4 separate regions of the Mus musculus genome follow, and regions 2, 3 and 4 are each linked to region 1. The links are chromatin contacts, called in public promoter capture Hi-C maps. All regions are on one chromosome and are shown on one strand. The core of a region is the stretch at or near the end of the contact, and the rest is flanking DNA. Distances in the headings are between cores, read along the strand shown.

Evidence for each region. Promoter capture Hi-C pulls out the DNA fragments that hold promoters and counts their contacts.
Region 2: a contact with region 1 is called in a promoter capture Hi-C map of liver, with 4 times the contacts expected there. The contact joins the promoter of Tubb3 here to the promoter of A530010L16Rik in region 1. A contact is called at or near these places in 3 of 39 promoter capture datasets (liver and stem cell-derived epiblast-like cells).
Region 3: a contact with region 1 is called in a promoter capture Hi-C map of liver, with 4 times the contacts expected there. The contact joins the promoter of Tcf25 here to the promoter of A530010L16Rik in region 1. A contact is called at or near these places in 4 of 39 promoter capture datasets (hippocampal neurons, liver and pre-B cells) and 1 of 9 other capture datasets (macrophages).
Region 4: a promoter capture Hi-C map of liver shows a contact between it and region 1, with 2.5 times the contacts expected there. The contact joins the promoter of Spire2 here to the promoter of A530010L16Rik in region 1. A contact is called at or near these places in 3 of 39 promoter capture datasets (hematopoietic stem and progenitor cells, liver and pre-B cells), 1 of 115 datasets of contacts at active chromatin or transcription factors (pancreatic cancer cells) and 2 of 9 other capture datasets (liver and pancreatic islet).

Annotation. Positions count from the first base shown.
Region 1 is chr8:122,760,597-122,765,843 of GRCm38.p6, forward strand. A530010L16Rik (RIKEN cDNA A530010L16 gene) reads right to left here and starts at 2,165. Exons shown (of 3, transcript NR_151739.1): 1 at 2,058-2,165; 2 at 1,336-1,578; 3 at 414-808.
Region 2 is chr8:123,409,360-123,414,606 of GRCm38.p6, forward strand. It overlaps Tubb3 (tubulin, beta 3 class III), which reads left to right and starts at 2,194. Exons shown (of 4, transcript NM_023279.3): 1 at 2,194-2,303. The coding sequence starts at 2,247. Mc1r (melanocortin 1 receptor) reads left to right here. Exons shown (of 1, transcript NM_008559.2): 1 at 1-1,385.
Region 3 is chr8:123,371,341-123,376,587 of GRCm38.p6, forward strand. Tcf25 (transcription factor 25 (basic helix-loop-helix)) reads left to right here and starts at 2,371. Exons shown (of 18, transcript NM_001037878.4): 1 at 2,371-2,724. The coding sequence starts at 2,533.
Region 4 is chr8:123,329,604-123,334,850 of GRCm38.p6, forward strand. It overlaps Spire2 (spire type actin nucleation factor 2), which reads left to right and starts at 3,110. Exons shown (of 15, transcript NM_172287.2): 1 at 3,110-3,417. The coding sequence starts at 3,162.

The sequences.
Region 1 (5,247 bases), core at 915-3,414:
CACAGACTCTGTTTCTGAAACCCACAGTAGTGATCCTGGCAAGGAGCAGCTACTGTGTGCACATGGGATCTGCAGAGCCAAGCCAAGCCCCACCCGGCCATGTTGCCCCCTGCCTGCACTCCAGCCCAGCAGGGAAGCCCTGGACAGAGTCTGTTAGGACACTCCCTCCTTCCTGGCACTGTGGAATGTTCTTTGATGTGTGTCTCCATTCAGGATCCCTCATATCTGTATTCTGTCTCTACCCACAGATGCTGGACAAACGTCAGTATGACTGGGCAGCTGTGGCAGTCTGGGCATGCCTACTTGGTAACACCAAGAATGCCCTTCATTCTAGGCCTGGTGTCATCACTGTCCCCCTGATGCCTCACGGTTGGTGATTTACCCTATAAAAAAGTACAGGTGACTCTTAGGGGAATGTTTAAGAGACGAAGAAATACTCTTATTATTTAAAAACCAGGAAGTAAAACACATCTCTTACGCAGCCCCTCTAGAGAAGCCCCAACTTTCTTGGCCCCTGATCAAGATTTTGACCTTTACCATCCAGCACTTCCTTGTGGGGACCCTCCTCTCAGGGAAATCTTGTGTGTTTCTGAGGTCTGTTATTAAAGAGAACGGTGCCGGGGCTGTAAGGACGGCTGTTCTCAGGGCACTTCATAGCAGGAGTCACAGAGCCATGGACAGTGGTGGCTCGAGCTGGCTGCTGCTTCTTGCTGGTGCTTTGCATCATCAGAGCCATGGAGATGCAAGACTGGGAGAGATGGCAGTGGGCGACTTCAATGAGCTCCCAGTGCTCCAGAAGCAGGAAATCCTGGGGACAGCAGACAACCAGCCAATCAAAGGTAGGCTGGTCTGCTGTGTCAGGGTGAAGGCATGAACTTGGCGGGTGACAGAGGGAGGGGGCACCCAGGAGGTTCTGCAGAGGGACGCCTAAAGGTGCTCATATGGTAAAAAGCCTGAAAGCCGCTAGATTTTCCCATCAAAATAGAGGGTCCCTTGCTCTTCCTGGGTTTATCTGAAGACATCTAAAGTCATCTCTGGCTTTTCTCTCAAGCTTTAGAGAGGGTGATATTCCTGGTTTGAAGCCAGTCCTAGCTATAGACTTCCCTGAACCCTCCTGAACAAGAGTCTCAGAACAGAGCAGGACCCTGGCCTTAAAGGGACAGTTTCCCTCATGTGACGGAGCCCCAGGCAGACTCCTCTCTCTGGACATGGAGGAGACTAAGTATGTCCCAGCTCTGGTGTCTCTCTTTTCTCCCCACTTTTTCAGAAGTATCCCCTGTTCAGAGCAGCACCCCCTTAGAATATGCTGACCTGAATTCTGAGGTCGCATCCTACCTTTCCCCCAACCAAGTGTCAGTGCACGCCATGCCTGCTGGGGCACAGGTGGGAGTGGGGGGCATGAGAAGCTTGGTGACAGCTTGGTGACCATGTGCACAGCTGGGAGCAGGTGTCCTCTGTGCTCTGGCCTCAAGCTCCTCTTCCTTCATCACAAGCAGCAAGGCAGGTCTCTGTGGGCTTCCACACCAGAGAGTGCTCTTTGAAAAGATGATGTCAGCCTCTGAAACCTGTATGGGGGACCTGGGACAACCCATAGAAGACCAGAGACATGGCTGAAAGACAAACCAAAGTAGCCAGGACCATGGCCCCAGGTGTCATCCAGGCCAAGAAAGGACACCCAGGGGGACTCAGAGACGTGGCTTGGGGACAATGAGCTGAGCTTAGTAAAAGGTGAACGTCTGTCCTGCATTCCCTGCCCACCCATCCTGTATCATGTGACTACAGAAAGCCAAGTGGCATGAGAGACACAAGTTGCCCAGGGCCAGTCTACAGGAAGGGGCTCATCCATCAGCCCTGAGTCTGACCCAGGTGCCACTGGTCCAGTGGGGGAAGGGGACACAGGACGGTCCCTGAGCTTGGCCCAGACTAGGATCTGGCTCTTGGGCCTATGCTAAGCCTCAGAGTCCTGGCCACTTTCTGGCTCTACCTCTGCCCCACATCCCGTAGTCTGCACAGCTCAGGCTTATCTACTCTGCCTCTGCCATGTAAGGGCACCTCACCTCATTTACCGGTTCTGTCAGCCTGGGCAGGAGCCAGTCAGTGGCGCATCACACACAGAATCAAGATGGCTACCTGGTCCAGCTGCCCCGGACAGCTTGCATTCTCTCAAGCTCAGTCTTCTGGCCTGCCAGTGAGAACAGTTCCAGGTTCCTGTTCCTCTCCCGGTGCAGGCAGCCATCCCCCCAGCTGCCGCTGCTTCCTCTCCCCAGGAGCTGCCAGGCCACGTGGACACCCATGGAGAAAACACTATGAGGTCTTTTCAACGGCTTTCTCAACTACACAAATCCGCCGTGAGCAGAACGCAATGCTGGGACACTACCTCAGGGACAGCCTCTCCATTGCTGCCTCAGGCTCTGTCAAACTTGGCCGGAACCCAGCCTCACTCCCAGAAGCCTTCCTGTGGCCTCTTCTGGAAGCACCTCAGGCTTCAAGAACAAGAAAAACTAGGGCCACAACCTGCTAGAGGCTCTACCTCTGCCAGACCACTCTGCTTCTGCAATACCGACCTCCCCTTTCACTCCTGTAGAAAGGCCTGTTCCTTCTAGCGCCAGATAAGGATATCACAGAGCTAGGGCTGCTATAGATTTTCATGGCTCCAAATCATAGTCTCCGTAGGCAGGCAAGAAGCCTGGGAGCTGGCTGTTGGTCCTCCTCTGAAGGGTTAAGACCTCCAGGCTGCATCTGTAGCCAGATGCATGAATAACAGAGGTGCTGTCCCCAGCCAGGCCACTCTGCAGGCCCCAGCCAGGCCAGACTTTTTCCAGGCCTCGGGCCTCAGGTTCCCGGAGGGTTACCACAACTGTTCCAGAACAGAAGCGTTCAGTGTGTGGGTGTTGGAATGTTCCACCACCGTGCCGGGTGCCCCCCACCCCCACCCAGGGGACCGGGAAGTGAAATTGCTCAGTCTGCGTTGGGTGTGGCAGTCTGGGGTGGGGGGTTGGGTGTTTGACTTCACCCGGAAGATTATTATCACGGGAAGTAAGGCGGCCGGCCTATTTTTTTTTTCTTTTGAGACAATATCTTGCTACGTAGCCCAGGCTGGCCTCAAACGCGTGATCCTCCTGCCTGGAATTACACATAAACATCACCATACCCTAAGAATCGTCCTCTGGAGCCGAGGACAAATGTAGTACTAGCCCATGGGCTCCTCAACCGAGAGGGACTCTGTGCCGGCCTGAGTTTCACAACACCCTCCGCATCTTGGTTGGTCTTCTTTGAGACTCCCTCTGAGGTGGACCCTGAGGGTCAGCGGAGGAGAGGGAGAAACTGCATCTTGAACACGTTGGAAGCTGGCTTGTTTGAGACATCCCCCCACCCCTCCCGCGTGCCCTTTATAATGGCACACCTAGGTGTCTGTCCCAGCCCACTATGGTGACAAACAAAGCTGTCTTCCCCTGAGCTGAAGAAAGTTTTGTTTAAATATTTATTTATGCTGGAGAGATGGCTCAGTGGTTAAGAGCACTGACTGCTCTTCCAGAGGTCCTGAGTTCAATTCCCAGCAACCACATGGTGGCTCACAACCATCTGTAACGGGATCTGATGCCCTCTCTGGTAGATAGATACAGTGTACCCATATACATAAAATGAATATTTATGTGTGTGCACTCTAGTGTACGTGTGACAATCAAAGGACAGTTTGCAGAAATTGTCTCTCTCTGTTCAATCCCGTGGGTCCTAGGGAGCCAATTCAGGTCATCAAACTTGATGGCACGTAACCACCGAGCCAAACAAGAAGCAGTTTTCTGTGCAGTGGCCAATAAGATGGGCAACAGGCACATTGAGCAGGGCCCTGCCCTCCTGTACTGGCTTCTGCACCATAGTGACTGGCCTGGGCATGTGGTAATATCCCTGTTCTCGTGATATCCCTGTTCAAGTGATAACCCAGCAATCACTTGCCCAGCTCTGAATGGAGAGGTGGCTGCAATGATCAACTCACTCCAGGTCAGAAGCCAGAAGCAGAGATGAGTGCAGCTACAGCATCCAAGCTATGTAGAAATGGAACTGTGGCCCCGGGTTAGAAATCTTTCAGCGCTGAGACCGCTACTGCAGAGCCCACCGGGGCCTCAACCCTACACAGCCCCACTCTAGGGTTGTACAGCACCCGGGCCCTATCTCTGGTTGGTTTCCGCTTACTGCTCATGACTGCGGAATGAAAGTTAAGACACCTGTCTCAGTTACTTTGCTGTCACTGTGATAGAACACCATGACCAAGTGTGACTTAGGGAGAAAGGAGTTCGTCTTGATTGTTGGTTCTAGAGGAATAAGGGCCCATCATGGTGGGGAGACAGGGAAGATGGCAAGCAACAGGCCTTTGTGGCAAGAGCAGGAAGCTGAGAGATCACATCTTTTGCCACAAGCAGGAAGCAGAGAGCGAACCAGACGTGGGGCACAGCTTTGGACCTCAGAGCCTACTCCTGCCAAATGGACTATTTCCTTCATCAAGGCCACAGCTTCTAGACCACCCTCAAACAGCTCCACCCACTGGGGGGGGGCAAGAATCCAAATGCCTGCACCTATAAAGGACATTTGACATGTAAACTACCACAACTATGATTATCAGAAGCTGGCACCAAAGCCATCAACCTACATCACACCCATGGTGGCCACTGGGATTTTGGCAGGTGTGGCTGTGTGCCAATAGAGCTTTATCTATTGAATAGTCAACGGCTGGCATTTGGCCCTTAGCCTGAAGCCGCCGACCTTGAACAAGAGCACTAAGGTTCAGAGCCACCTGACCAAGGTCACACAGTTTTGAAACAGCAAAAGCTGTTCAGTCATATTCTGGAACCCTGCACAGAGCATCTTAGAGTGGCCACTGAGCCCCTCAACTCTCAGGGGATGAGTGGGCAGAGAGTCACGTAGAGCCGGGGAGGGACTAATGTGTGTTTCTTTGCTCAAAATGGGCTTGGAAGTGGTGGTTCTGTGACCTGTCCCAGCATGCACTGGGAGCAGCAATCCTCTACCCTATCTCCAAGAAATTGAGTGGTTCTGATTACAGGTTTGGAATACTCAAGTATTGGAGGTCTATGTAAGATATTTGAAGAGGAGGAGGAGAAGGGGAGGAGGACTTAAAGGCATATGTATGTGCTAAAAACATGTAAACCATTCAATCCCATATCTCAGCATAAGGAAAACTGATCCAAGAGTAGCTGGCCCCAGAATCTGGGCCTCGCCAAAACTGAAATCCTA
Region 2 (5,247 bases), core at 944-3,443, 650 kb after region 1:
GCTAAGGTCAGAGGGAGGGAGCCTCCTTGCCATCTTCCCTAGCTCTCTCCAGAAGCTGAGTGAAGTTTGGGTGAGAGGACAGGGAGAGTGGTCACATTAGGGAGATGGGAGTCTCAGAAGCCACAGCTAGCTGCCTGCCTGATTTAGGAAACCACGGTCCCGTCTTGGCTTCCTCTATGACTACAAACTTCAGATCAGAGCAAGCAGCGGCAGAAAAAGTTTCCTCGTGCCTCTATGGTGACAAGAATCCCTTTGTTCAGGCTCCTTCTGGTTCATCCATACACTGTAGCAGGACCGTAGCATCTCAGCCCCTGATATGACACATCCGTAACCTTGGCCAGAGCCTGTCCCTTTCCTGCCCCCACCCCACCCCCCATGTGTAGGACTTTCAACCTACTTTGAGCTCTCCTGAGAAGCCCAGGGGTGGAGAGTCCCTGAGGCACACGTAGGGTGGACCAGGACCAGGGGCTGAGGTCTGTTTCTATGGGACACTGCCCTTCTGGGAGGAGGTGGGGTGGTCTCAGTGCTCTGTCAGATTTGGGAATTAGACAAGACCTTTCAGGCGTATCTGAGTCCCAGGAGAGTAGCACCTGGGGTGAACTAAGAAGCTTGCACATCCCTGAGCCTTTCTGCTGCTACAACCTGGGATTCCTGCAGCAGAGTCTATCTTGAGTCCCCACTGGTACTGAACACTTCTTTGTCCTCCTCCTTGGGGTGGCCTCTCAGTCTGGAGTGAGATGCCCTCAACCATCAAGTCAGGAAATGGCACCAGGCCAGGACCTAGCCACACTATCAGCTCCAGCCCTGCTGGACTGAGATTGGAAGCTGGTTCCCGGCAGGGCCAGCCTTTGCTGGAAGACAGGACCATGAGTCAGCCTTTAGCCTGACACCATAGCTCCCTGGGGACACAGAGAGCTCTGGCCTGATGTCATCTGTCAGAGAAGCATCCCAGGCCTCTGGATGCTTCTAAGCATCTTCTCTGTCCAGACAAGGAGACAGAGACAGATGCTCACCCAATACTTCTTGAGCCAGGCCAGCTGGAACCACAGAAAGCCACATCATGGACACATTGTGGGGGAGGGGCATCTCTTGAGAACAAAAGACCCATTTCTAAACTCGGCTAACTTGGATGCTTACCCTCAGAGAAAGTTGTATGCGCAGCCGCTCTATCCAGCGTGCACCCGTGCGTGCAAACTGGACGAAGGCATCTGCAGGTGTTTTTAAGCTTTTTAGCGGCTCTTGTGAAATGAATGTTTGTGGACCATTGAAGTGTGGTACTATTGTCTCAGATTCTTCCCGAAGAATTTTCTGTCACTGAAATATCAAATAGTCCTCATAAGGTGTCACTGGTCCTAGATGAATATTAAATCAGTGTTGTCTGTGAATTTGCATGCCCTCCTGATTCTGCTTCCCAATGGGCCCCCTCCACACACAGTCTCCTTACCTAGGTAGCTCCAGCTCACCTCGTGCCCCCTCTTCACCCTCACTTGTACCAGAAGCACAAGGGTACCAATGACATCAGGCATGGCTCAGACAAAAAAAGACTGTTCGACATGCTCCACTGAGTGGGTTGTATATCCTTAGAATTTTTCACAGAGATTTTCATGGAGCAGGGGTACTTGCCAGATACTGTGTGTGCATCCTCACACCCCAGGTACATTTGCACCCTCGGCGCAGCCCTTTGTGGAGCCGCGGACTGGTAGCCCTCTCTTCTCCAGAAAATAGTGACCTCAGAGTTCGGAGCTATAATCCGCCACCGTCCTGACTAGCGTCCCCAGGTCTGCACAGAGGTCTCAAGAAGGGTTTCGCTTCCCCTGCCTCTCCCACCTCAAGCGACTCGGCGGACTCAGAGAATATGGGTCTTGATTCTTAAGCACTTGAGAGAAAGAAAGACCCTCTTCACAAAGCTGCAGGGTGGGGATGGGGCAGGGACAAAATGGGGAGGCAGCTACTGGGGTGGGGCACTAAGGGGCCTGGGTTCTATTGTCCCCAGAGCGGATTGCCCACCGGTGGCCCCTCCTCCGAAGGCGCGGCCAGACTTGCTCCGCATTGTGCGGGCGGATCTCGGTGCCGGTGCTGATGCTGCAGAGCCTGCCGCATTGTGCGGCGCTCCAGCATTGGCCCGCAGCGCTTACATCAGCCAGCGAGGGCGGGGCAGCCTCTTATAAGAGGGCGCGGCGGAGGCTGCCGATCCTCCGCAGCCTGCTGTCCGCCTGCCTTTTCGTCTCTAGCCGCGTGAAGTCAGCATGAGGGAGATCGTGCACATCCAGGCCGGCCAGTGCGGCAACCAGATAGGGGCCAAGGTGAGGCTGAGCCGTCCGGCGTCCTGCGTCCCCACAAGCGCCAGCCCCAGGGCGGTGGGTGGAGGGAGAGAAAGGCGACTCTGGGAGCCGCTAGCGGAACAAAGGGAAGAGCCCAGCCCCTTGCCCCGCTCCTGGGACCCCGGGGTCCCCAATCGGTTCCCCTCAATCACGCCACTCTGCACTGCGCCCAGGTTGCAGGAGAAGGCTGGGGGTAACCCTTCTGACTCGCATTCCCATCCATTCTGCGCACCCACACACACCATCAGGTACAGGGGATGTGGTTGGGGGGCGCCGACTGGGCGTGGCCTTCTTTGAGGTTGCCACTTAAGCCTTGAGTAAGATGGGTGTGTCGGGCAACTTTGGGTGGGGCTCTCCCCTAAAACCATAATGACTGTACATGCCTGGATCCCCACTGGAGAACTAGACAGTCTTCAGGGAGCAAGGCCGCCCTCATATCCCCAACCTTGTTCAGCTCACCCAGTTTCCTTGCCCCACCCTGTTCCTTTGTTGGAGGAGTTCGGCCTGCACTCCAATGACCTTGATCCAGAACTGGACTCTGAAAATCTCCCATCTCTAACTGTGCGCTCCCAAGGCCTCCCAGTCGGGATTGAGCACAGAACAAAGCCGACTGCAAGGATTGCCTCAATTTCCCCTCTATTGTTAGCCCGCATCCAGGTGTTGAAGCCAAGGCAAAAGAAAAAGAAAAAGAAAAAGAAAAAAACGGGGGGGGGGCGCGGGGTTGGTGCAGTGACTCCGCAATCCTACTATCATTAGTGAGGTAGCTGTCCTGTTTCCAAGTCCTTAGGAGACTGTTCCTTACCCAAGGTCACACAGCAAGTGGCAGACAGAACTACTTGATTCCTGCAGAAGCCCAACCTCCACTTGGGTTGCATTTGAGTGGGTGGGGTCAGCTACCTCAATCTTCTCCCTTCTGAACAACATGAAACGGGAGCTTTGTCCAGATGAATGCTGGACGGGGCTTAGGGATGCTAGTTCCCAAAGGAGGAGGTTGGGTAGACAGGTCCTGGGAGGGAGGGGACGAAGCAAAGAGTACCTCTGGAGGCTGTTGCCATAGAAACCGGGCAGGAACAAAAAAGCTAATTACCACGGGCTGGGCCAGTCACGTGGCTGACATGTAAATTACAAGTTTGGCTCTTGGGTGGAGGTTCCTCTAGTTAAAGGGGAAGGGAAGCGGCACCACAGAGACTCCCTAATCACAGGGGAGACAGCTGCTTCTGCCCTACAAGGGAAATTTGGGCGGGGTTGGGGGGGTGGCGGGTAGGGGGGCATACAGAGGAAGCCTAAGGCAAGGGGCCTCAGATCAAATCAGGACTCCTGGGATGATCGCTGACAGCTGCCCTGGCCTGAAGGGAGGGTGAGGGCTCATTAATGTGGTCACAGGTGCCAGGCTTTCCCTGGACGAACATCTGCTCCTGAAAGGGCCTGGGGTGAGTGGGGGAGGGAAGGTTTGCCATCGGAAGGCCTGTTTGGTGAGCTTGCTGCATCTGTGCTGTTCTGTGCTCTCCTCTGGGTCTCCTGTTGAGTAAGGGCCTAGAAGTCAGGTCCACCACGCCCAGGCTCCGTGTGTTGCGCTATGGCCACAGAACATTTCTGAGTGCTGGACCCAGCTGAGGTCTCTTATGCTCCTCAGCACTGTGGCCCATAGGCTTGCCCATTTTTTTTAATATTTAGGGTTTTTATATATATATATAATTACGAGTGTTTAAATTTTTAATGCCAATTCTTTTTAACAATGCAAATAATGAGTAAATTTTCTTCCATTTCCACCGGCTCCCTTCTTAGTAATCAGTACAAGGCGTTTTTGGCAGGTTCCATCCAGCCCTCTGCCCTGGAAGATCTCTGAGACCAGACTGAAGGCCCAGGCCCTGTGGGACGTTACCTGCTTAGTGTCTGCCCCAGGGAAAATAAACTTCCTTGACCAGATTTACTTCCTATTTTGGTAGCTGGCCCTTGGGTCACTGCTGCGAGCTACAATGGAGAAAGTTCTCCCTAGCCACCTGCAGCAACTGAGGGAGTGGGCACAAAGAGCTGCTTTTTTGCTTATCGGTCTTTGGGTGGTCCCTGTCTTAGCACAAAGGACTGCTGGCTTCAGAGAGGTGACTGGGTAGAAGTATGGGCTGGGTGGGGACAGGGAGAGAAGTGTGAAGCCAGGAGAATTTCGGGGAAGCAGCAGAAGGGGGGCCTTAGCAATTCATAAGTTTCTCACCCGCTGTGAGCGTGTTAAAGCACCAGGCCCAGGCTGGTGCACTGTTACACCTTGTGAAGTGTGGCATGGGTGTCACCCTCCCTTAAGGCTGAGAAAGATGAGGGTTATGGAAGCTGAGTCACTCAGCTTCAGATCACACCATGGATTTGGGCAAGGCAGGAATTTTAGTCTAGGTGTGTGCAGATGTGTCAAGGCAGGCGGTGACATGTGCCCCCACCAGCAGCAGATGTGACTGGTCTACCCTTTGTGTGCTCCCTTTGTTAGGGCCTGAGCTCCTAGATGCATTCTCCTATAAAGGGGTGCCCTAGTAAGTGTCTTTACGGAGCTTTTGTCTATGACTCCTGTCTGTGCCCCATCAGCTGCCAGAACACACCCACCCCAGTAGAAGTCTCTGAAGGGTGTGACCCATTGGAGAGCCAATGGGCCCGGTGAGAAGGGTGCTGAGAGTTTTAGGGGAATTGAACATCTTACAGGGCTTTTGCTCCTGTCTTTGGGAGCCACACCCAACTCTGCTTCTGTTCATGTCCCACTACCCTGCTGTCGTTGGCGACCCTCGCCCCAAGTGGGTCAGCACCTCGGACAGCAACCCCGCGGTTTGCAGACTGGAGCCTGGAGTTTCAATTGGGTTCACTGCACCGGGTGGTTTTATTTTCTGTAGTGATGCTACTTCATTTATATAATTGTATTAATTTACATATTAAATAGTCTGCGGTAATA
Region 3 (5,247 bases), core at 1,121-3,620, 610 kb after region 1:
AGGTTGTACAACAGCCTGTCCTGTCTTATGGTTGCTGGTCTTTTCTAAACAGTGGGTTGCATGTCAGCCCACTGAGCTAGCCTCAGCCTCATCCATCGGGACGATGCCAAATACAGTGGTTAGAACTGAGATTTTCAGAAGGACCAGATCTGCAGCAGTTTGGGGAGACACATTTGGAGCTAGTGGTTCAGGGAAGATCAACTCCATCCTTCAGGGTCCATGACTTGTGTCTCAGGAGAGGCAGTTCTAGACTGAGACCTCCCACTTTATTCAAAGGTAAGGCTACTGACCTGTGTAAGCTGGCCACAGCTCTGTGTGTGTGTGTGTGTGTGTGTGTGTGTTTTCAAGACAGGGTTTCTCTGTATAGCCCTGGCTGTAGACCAGGCTGGCCTCGAACTCAGAAATCCATCTGCCTCTGCCTCCCAAGTGCTGGGATTAAAGGCGTGCGCCACCACTGCCCAGCCTGGCCACAGCTCTTGATCACGGATGGCACAGAAGCCAGCCTGGTCCTGAACAGTCAGGGCGGCAGCATTGAGCCTGATGCGGAAGAAGCTGCAACTTTAACAGTGCGCAGGGAAGAGGGTTGGGGGGATGGGCACCTTGGGACAGCAGCTGTGAACCATCAACTTTGAAGTACCTAAAGATACTTCATAGTGTGGGCAGAGGGCTCAGCATCCAACCCAGGGACGAACCAAGACTCCTGGGGGAGGCAGGGTGGAGTGGAGCACACGGACAGTGGGACAGGGGGCTCACACAAGAGCAGGAACTAAGGGATTGCTGCCCTGCCTGCCTTCTCTGTCCTTGCCAACCGCCTACATTGTTTGGACTTTGGGAGTCACATGAATGCAAAACCGGGTTCTCTCTGGGAAACTTAGCTCATTAAGGCGTCTTCACCTGTAAAAGGAGATCTATCTCCCAAAATGAAGCTGGAATTTAAGATAAGTGACTGATTGCTTCTCAGCCTTTTGGCTAAGATCAAGTAAGAGCAGTGACTGGCCTAGCCCTCTCCTGCTCTCAAGCTGGGGAAAGGTCCAACCCAACCCCAGCTCATTTTACTTTGGAGGTACTCAATCCTGACTCGTCTAGGAAAGTTTTCCAAAAGTATAAAAATTGGGGCGTAGACATGAAGTAGCTCTGTAATTCCAGCCCTTCAGAACAGGATTTCCATAGCTTCACGGGTAGCCAGCGTTACAGGGCAAGATCTTGGTTTGGGTGGTGTACTGGCTAGTTTTGTGTCAACTTGACACAGGCTGGAGTTATCACAGTGAAAGGAGTCAATTGAGGAAATGCCTCCATGAGATCCAGCTGTAAGGCATTTTCTCAATTAGTGACTAAGGGGTGAGGGCCCATTGTGGGTGGTGCCATACCTGGGCTTGGGTTCTATAAGAAAACAAGCTGAGCAAGCCTCCATGGCCTCTGCATCAGCTCCTGCTTCCTGGCCTGCTTAGTCCCAGTCCTGACTTCCTTTCGTGATGAACAGCAGTGTGTATGTAGTGTAAGCTGAATAAACCCTTTCCACCCCAACTTGCTTCTTGGTCATGATATTTTGTCCAGGAATAGAAACCCTAAGACAGGTGGTGTTTTTGTTTTGTTTTAAAAAAAGGTCGGTTGTTGTTGCACACACTTTTGGTCACAACACCTGGGAGGCAGAGGCCAGCATGGTCTGCAAAGCGAGTCCCAGGACAGTCAAGGGTACACAGAGAAACTCTGTCTCAAAAAACAAAAACAAAAAGAACATGGAAAAAGAAAAGATCTGTGCCGAGGATCCCTATGTCCTTATTGTGAAAATCTTCCTGAATTAGAATACACATAGGTAGGGCTGCCGTGACTTCACACCACGGATCCACACCTAGGCAGCTCTCCCCTCACCCAATACCCCTGTAACATGACCACCCCTGTTGCGTTCGCGACAATAAAAAGCAAGCCCTAACACCTAACTCGGCTCGGTGCACGTTGTGGAGAGGAGTTACCCAGTCTGAAAGAAGTTAGGTTGGTTCTATTAAGGTGAAAACTGTCCCTTTGCAGTCTAGTAACAACGTGGAGGTGGGGGACATCGGACAAGTCGCATGGGTAGGCTAGCAGAGAGGGGTTGGGGACTGGGTCCCTCGCTCCTGTCATAGCAGAGGTCTTTGCACACGGGCCTTGCGGCGTGCGCACCTGCTCTCACGGCCTCCTCGCCTGCCCCACCCCTGCCCGCTCGCCCCCAGGCTCGCCCCCGGGAATCGCGTTCGTGCGGAGCAGCGCTCTGAGCCTGCGCGTTGCTGCCCGCCGCACAGCCGGCTTTCTGAAAGCCAGCCATCTCCAAAGCCGAAGCACCGCACCACGGCCGCCGCTAGGGCCCGACTCTCGCGAGAGCTCCCTGGGCCACCCTTGCACCTTCCCCGACTCCACGGGGAATTGGGAGGAAGTTCCGGAGAGCCGCGGCGCGCAAACGCGACACGCCAATCTTGCGCCAGCGCGCCGCAAGTGCGCAGGCGCCGCCACACTGCTGCTCTTCCTCGTCCCTCTGCCCACATCAGGCTGTCGGGTCCTATGTCGCGCCGGGCCCTCCGGAGACTGAGGGGGGAACAGCGCGGCCAGGAACCCCTAGGGCCCGACGCCTTGAAGTTTGTCCTCCTTGATGACGATGACGCAGAGGAAGAGGGACCAAAACCGGGGCTGGGTGGCCGGCGCCCCGGGGGTGCAGGGAAGGAAGGAGTCCGTGTCAACAACCGGTTTGAGCTGGTGAGGAGCTGGGCAACCTGAGGGGGGGGAAATGGTGGGGGCATGACGTCATGCGAAGGGGCACAAAGTTGGGTCTGGACTGCAGTCGAGTGGGCGGAGAGAAGGGACTGCGCCGCATCGGGGAAGGCGGGTCTTCAGCCGCAGGGTGGGTGGGGTGAGGAAGCCGTGTTCCCCGTCCGAGATCGAGTGGAAGGTGGAAGAAAATGCCGAGCGAAGGGGCTGCTAAAGGCTAACGGGGGTGCCGACAAGGGGCTGAGTGACAGGACTTTGCTGCAGCATAGGGCGTGTCTCGCGGCTGTGTCCAGAGACGTGACGTGACGCAGGGCAGGACGGGGCAGTGACGTCAGAGTGGGCGGGGCGTGACATCCGAGACAGCTAAGGGGGAGGGGCACTGTGGATGGCGAGTGGGAGGTGGGGTTCAGTTGGGTCTAGGCTTCACTGAAGGAGTAGGGTTGTTCTGTCCGGGGCAATGGGATGGTAGGGTAGGCTTGGTTTCATTTCTGCGACTTGAGGGAGGTCTCTCTTCTGCAAACATTTCGGCTTATTCATCACAGTACTTCTGTGTGTCCCAGCTACTTGTACCTATCGTATCGTATTCCTCGCAGCAGAAAATTGGGTAGCAGTCCTGAGCCCCGTGTTTTTCCTTACGACAGACTGACCTGGGTCTGCAGTTTCATATGTGTATAAATTATGATTCTGACTTCATGTGTGGGCAGATAATATGTCTTTTCCTCGTATCTCCAACTTCCACATATGGTAAGGTGTCAGTGGCCATTTTCGAGTGAGTAAAAAGATGTAATGTGTCTGAGACTCTCAGTCTTGCAGTGAATTGTCTCAGCTAGCTGGGACACACGGAAGTACTGGGTCTTCCTCAAGTCGCAGATATGAAACCATGTCTATCCTACTGTTGCAGCACCCAAGACAGCACTACCCCCAGTTGTCCCCAGCTTTTTATCAGTTAGCAGGTTTAAAAGTTCCTAGCAAAGATATTGATTGGTGTGAGAAATGTCACAGACATTTTGGAAGTTTGGTTCAGAGATTGTTTATTTCTCCCATAAGGAAAGGAAGGGATCTGTCCTGTAGTCTGTGGCGATGGTGAAATATGTCTTCCCTTGGTACAGAGAACTCGCCTGCCTCCTCTGACTTTGAGCCTGAGAGCAACCCCCATTCCTACTGTTTCTTCTCCCTTCACTAGTACTTTTCTTAGATTTACTTTTGCTTATCATCATTTCTTTTTCAAGACAGGGTTTCTCTATGTAGTCTTGGCTGTCCTTGAACTCACTCTGTAGACTACTTAGAGATGCTGTGTCTCAGACTCGGAAATTCGCGCACTTCTGCCTCCTGAGTGCTGGGATCAAAGGCATGTACCACCACCACCCAGCTATGTTTACTTTTAAACGTACACAAAAATTAGGAAAATACAAATAACCCGTATGCGCCCATGGCCCAGTTTCTGTCAGTCTACATGCCTTTAATATAATTTTAATCCCATTTCTCTTAAGAGGTGATTGCAAAACAGAGCCTAGATATCCCATCATTCACCCATCTGTAGCCTTCCTTGTACTGGGATTCCTCCCTTGACGGCAGCTGGGGTTCACTCTCAGACCTTAGGGATCTGAGACCATTGGTTCTTAAAGATTTTACAGCTCTCCTGAACTTGTCCTGCACTTCGCTTTCCCTGGTTCTTTACGGCTTTCACCTTTAGCCTTGGCTCCCTGTCCTCTGCTTTTGCCTCCCTCTGTCCCATCCCTGACACTCTCTCAAACTGGTCAGTGGCCTCCTTTTCATATGTCACGAAGTTGGCAATCTTGCCACCTTTGGGGCCCAGGCTACTGACTGCTCAGCTGCTTTGAATTACACTGCTGAGGTAGGCAAGCGGGGCGGGAGGCTGGTGATACAACCCAGTGGTGAAGGGCCCTTGCTGCTTTTCCAGAGGACTGGCGTTTGGGACCAGGGAATCACCTACAGATCAGAACCAAGGCTCGTGGTAGTAGACGCCCGATACAAAGGGAAGCAGTATTTCCGAGGCTGCACCTGTCAGCTGTGAGCACAGTTCAAGGCCTCTGGAATATTCAATGTTGAATATGGGTCGTCTGCCTTACGGTTTGGCAGACAGTTCTATTCCTCAAGGCAGCTGGGGTGGGGAGATTTCAACAATTGCCAGTTAGAGAACCAAGATGCTCTGTCCCCCAACGTCTTTGCTTAGCTACAGGAAATTAGCATCAGAATGTGAGGAGGTTTTTAACATTCGTAGAGTTTCTAACAGTGCCTCGAATCTGTACAGTACTGGGGTGGAGCGAGACCCCTTTATCTGTCTCAGGTCACAGGGAGCCTTCATTGCTGCTGCCACCATGAGAACGCAGTGATAGCTCTCCATTCCCAGCAGGTGTCTGCTATGCTAAGACACTTCTCCCTGACCTCGCCTGTTAGTAATCTTGCTCACTGTTTCAGCCGCCCTGACCTGCCTTTGCCTCCCCCGTCTGGCTGCGGTCCCCTTTGCTGAGACGCTAACATGAGACTTCC
Region 4 (5,247 bases), core at 1,860-4,359, 570 kb after region 1:
TGGCCGTGGCTAGGAGGAGTTAGTCTTTAGATAAGAGGAGATAGATAGCAGAACCTAACTTGTATATTTATTACGGTCAGGGCTTGGTTCAGTTTTACAGTGTTTACCTAGTATACACAGGCCATAGACACACAACTATCCTCAGCATCATGAGAACATCACAAAAACATGTATTCTCTCTGTGTGTGTGTGTGTGTGTGTGTGTGTTTGAATGCACTTTGAATGTGCATGTGTAACCCATTGTTTAATTATTATGGGATGTACTTAGAAGCACTTAGGGATTTTCTTAATAAGTTCAGGGTGAAAAAGTTAGCAGCTTCCTATAGAAGAACTCAAACACTTGAAGCCAACAAAGAAAATTCAAAGCTTTAAGAGAAAGAGAGTAGGCATGGAAGATACTTTGTTGCTGCGACAGAATTCCTTAAGAAACAACCAGCAGGAAGGAGAATTGATTTGGCTTTGTTGCAGTCAATGGTCACAGGGCTTTGTGAGTCCTGTGTGGTGAAGCAGGGCAGAGCAGAGTAGAGTGCTTCACCTCGTGACCTACTGGGAGAGAGAGGGACAAAGTCCTAGAACACGGCCTAGTCCCTAAGTACTTGCTTCTGGTGACCGACTTTCCCTAGCTAGGATCCACCTCCACGAGTCTGCACCCCTTCCCTGAGACTATTTAAATGGCAATTCTAGGGCTGGAAAGAAGCACAGTGGGTAAAAGCCCTGCCACACAAGCCTAACTATCCAAGTTCCATCCTTGGAAACCACAGTGGGAGGAGAGAATCACCCACAGAAGTTGCCCTCTGGTCTCCACACACATGCTAGGGCAATACGCATCTGCCCTCATATCACACACAGACAATAAAAACCAATAAGAAATATGTAGAAAAAAAAAAAGAAATATGTAGAATATCCATTGATTATGTCAGAGTCCTCACGATCCAATTGCCAATCTATGGTTGGCGCAAACAGTTAAGGCTCAAATCTTTAAGGCATGAGCCCTGTGATGATAATGGGAAATAGTGTGCTGCATCCTAAATAACTTCCTTGTGGATAATTTCCATCCTCTGCCCATTCACTTCACTGACACCAGAATGATGCATCTCCTGTGGGTGCTTCTGCTGCTAAAGTGGGGCAAGGCAGTACCACTGAGGGAGCCTGGGAGATGCCCGCACACATACACACTGCCTGACTTCTGCCTGGTCTCTTGCTGCCCTCTGGGTCAGGGACCCCCACACACTGGGTCTCCCTGAGAGGCACTTCCTTACTGTAAATCCCCAGCTGTGATCCATCACTCCCGGGTCACCGCACAGCGCGTGGGTGGCTCACTCCTTAATTGAGTTGTGATTCCAGGTTCTGAGCTAGTTACATCTCTCCATGGCCTCTGCATCCGCTCCTATTTCCTGTCTTGTGTGAGTTCCAGTCCTGACTTCCTTTGGTGATGAACAGCAATGTGGAAGTGGAAGTCAAATAAACCCTTTCCTCCCCAGCTTGCTTCTTGGTCAGGATGTTTGTGCAGGAATAGAAACCCTGGCTAAGATACCACCCATTAGAATTACAGAAATAGCTCTCTTACCTCTTATTCTCTTGCTCTTACTCCCTTGCTCCCCCTTTCTCTGCTTTCCCTTCCCCTCTCTCCACGTGGTCATAGCCAGCCTCTACTTCTCTACTCTCTCCCTCTCTCTGCCTTTCTACAATAAACACCTTAAAACCATTAAAAGAAAGAAAGAAAGAAAGAAAGAAAGAAAGAGGAGAAGAGAAGAAAAGAAAAAAGAGAAAAAAGGGGAAAGAAAAGAAAAGAAAAGAAAAGAAAAAGAAACACAGAAACCATTCTATGAGCCGGCCAACCAGAAACACCCTGGCCTCATCAGTGGGCGCTGTCAGCACACACTTGGTACTGTGTGACTCAGACTTTCCTTAAACTACTTGGATACAGGCTCTCATTCCTAACATAAGCAAGGAATGAGTTTCCTTGTGGGAGGTTCCTACTGTTCCTTCCCTACTGAGGTAGCCCTTGAAGTTTCTGAGGATTAGGGAAGAAGAGCCAGAGTTCCAGGTTGTCTGCACAATGTATCCTGAGCAGAGAGAACCTTCCCTTTCATTTCCTCTTCTCCAGTGTCCTTTGGTTCCGCTTAAATCTGTTGTGTCTCATAAGCTTGAGAACTGGTTGAAGGATGTCACACTCGCCCAGATATTGATTATAAACACTTTCAGGCAAAATTCATTTGTATCCTTTCTTTCCAATTGAAGACTAAGAATCCAGAGGAGATTGTCAGCCAGCCCTACACCAAGTCTCTCTCTTACAATTATGTCCCAGCCTTGTGCTTCCTAGGCGATAGTTCTACCGCAAAGCAAAGCCCGAGACCAACTGCCTTGTTATCATTTATCTCCCAGCTGTGTCTTCTCGCTCTGTTCTTCTCAACCGTCGTAAAGATGGCTGAAACTACTTTCAACAAAGCTGTGTGCTGTGCTTAGCTTGTTAACACTTTTGATGTGCCTTGGAATGAAGGCAACACACTCTGAGAATGAGGTGTTGTGTTAGCTCGGTCACATTGTTTGTCACTAAGACACTAAGGGTTTGAAGCTGATCCTTTCGAGCAGAAAAAAAGGACCATTTATGAAGTACTTCATCCCTGAAGGCTTGCATCATCTTTGAGCCAATCACACTATAGCGACCTCCTAAGGTCCAGGCCTTCCACAAAGACCATCACAGGCACTGTCTGCTTTAAAGAGCCAGAGCCAAGGGAGCGCGTGTACGTGTGCCTCTGTGTGTGTGTGTGTGTGTGTTCGTGTGCAAGGTCCCCATCATGCTTAACCCCACCCCTCTTCAGTCAGCTTTTCCTCCTCGCACCCCCAACCGGTTTCTAACAAACCTTAGTCCTCTCTTGTCCTGCACCCTCCCTCTCCGGCTGCCCCTCCTAGCTCTGCCCCTCCCCCTGGCTCGCCCCTCCCTACCGGTCTTCCCTTCCCTCCCCGCCCGGCCCCGCCTCTTTGACCATTAGCCTCCTCCTCCTCCATCAGCCCCCGCCCTCACCTGCATCTGCCCGCGAGGGGCGGGGCCGGAATGACAAAGCACACGGGCGGCGCGGGACCCGCCCCCTCGCTCGGCGGTGCGTCGCCCCGCTGTTATGGAGACCCGCCGCGCGCGCGGGCGGCGATGATGGGCGGCCATGGCCCGGGCGGGCGGCGGCGGCGCAGCAGCTCCCGAACGCGCGGGGGGCGCGGCGCGGCCCGAGCCGTGGGAGCTGTCCCTGGAGGAAGTGCTGAAGGTGTACGAGCAGCCCATCAACGAGGAGCAGGCCTGGGCGGTGTGCTTCCAGGGCTGCCGCGGGCTGCGGGGCGAGCCGGGCGGCGTGCGGCGCATCCGGGACACGGCAGACATCCTCCTGCGTAGGGACGGTTCGGTTGGCGCGCGGCTGGAGCCCGGTAAGGCGCACCGGAGTGGGTGGGGGTGTGGCCGGCGCGGCGGGCGAGCGGGCGGCCGCTGAGGGCACCCCGGTGCCAAGTGACGGGGCCTCGACCTTTCTCACATCAGCGCCCAGATAGCGCTCTACCGGACCGGGAAGGCCCCACCCTGCCCTCTGGATCTGGGACTCCTTGTCTTCCCTTCGACCTAGGAGAACCCCACAATCACACACACACACACACACACACACACACACGCAGTCTGGGATAACCCTACCAACAGCCCACTATCACACACACACACACACACACACACACACACACACACGCAGTCTGGGATAACCCTACCAACAGCCCATCGTTCTTGATGAGAAGCGGCCGGTTGGCTGCTCGCGCCCAGGGACGCTTTCCCCAGGGGAGAGTGGCTTTGGTTAAAAGCCGGAGTATCTTACGGTCAAGTCCTGAATTTCGGAAGCCTCTCCTTTAGTCAGTTCCCTTTAAGATGGTTTGGGGGAGTCTGCAGTCCTCTGGCCTTGCTCTGGCAGGGCCTGTGGGTGTTCCCGTGAAACTGGTACTCCCCTCTGGCGACACTGCAGACCTTGAGGCTACTTAGAGATGTGTGCCTTTTTCTAGGGGTAGGGAGAGCAGGAGTAATGTGCCTTGTTCTGAGTCTGTACTGAATTAATACTAATTTTTTGAGTTTAATTGTAAATGTAAGCAGAGTGTATAACCTGTGATTTAAAAAAAAAACCAAAACTTAAACAGTGAGAACCAACAATTGAGCTTTTGAAAGATTATTGTAGTCTATTCAGAGCGTTGAGTTCAGGCTCCTGTCTACTGTTCCGCCTCACTTTCCCCCTGGAGAACTGTAGTTCTAGTATGGGGCATACAGTGATAGTACCCCAAAAGTTGATACCCGGTTGGGAGCACAAAGGCAGGCTGTGTGTTTGCTGAGGGAAGGCTGGCCTCCCTCCAACCCCGAGAGCTGTGGGCTTGCAGAAATTCTCTCAGGCAGGCATCTGCGGGGGACTAGGAATGATAAGCAAGGCCAAAGAGAAGCAAAGGACAACAGCTGCCTCTGGAGCAGGAAGGGCCCATTGTGCGCACAGAGGAGCCGCCACCGTGGCTTTCCCAGGCTTCTCAGCCTATACCCATTTCCTCCCTCCCTCCACACCCCTGCCTGACACTTCCAAGCTGTTAAATTTTGCACAAAAGCCCCGATATATTGCACAGGGAAATAATAAACACAACACCCAGGTAGGCTGAGGTTTAACCTTGGCCAGTGCGCTCAGAAAGTGGCATGATTTGCATAAACCCTGCTGGGCTCCCTCTTCCAAGGCTGGCCTGAAGGGGCAGGTGCACCACCATCAACTCTTCACAGCCTTAACACTCCTGTGGCTCTGGCCGCCTCACAAGGCTATTCCTGGGCCCACCCCATTGCTTACCATAGAGAATATAACCCGGGATCTGGTTCCCAGCACTGCAGAGCAACACAGGATTGCAGGCAGCCTGCTTGGTCTGGCCTGTGATGTTTGGGACAAGAAAACTGAGGCTTAGGGTTGTAAGTGGCTTGCCACTGTAACGGTAGTGGGCTGCACTGTGAACAAACCCAGCTTAGCTCCCTGCTGGGTTTCTCTGGGAACATCAAAAAGGACACTCAACAGCCTAGCTCTCCACCCCCTAGAGTTGTACTGCCTTTTTGTTCTCAGACCAGTAGCAATTCCTGCTGGGTCAAAGTTCAGAGAAAGCACTCTATGTTGACCTTTGGGGAGAGGAACCTGTCTGTGGCAGGCACCAACTTCACTTTCTATCCACTGTTATCTTTGAATAACTATTGAATAACTCTGAATG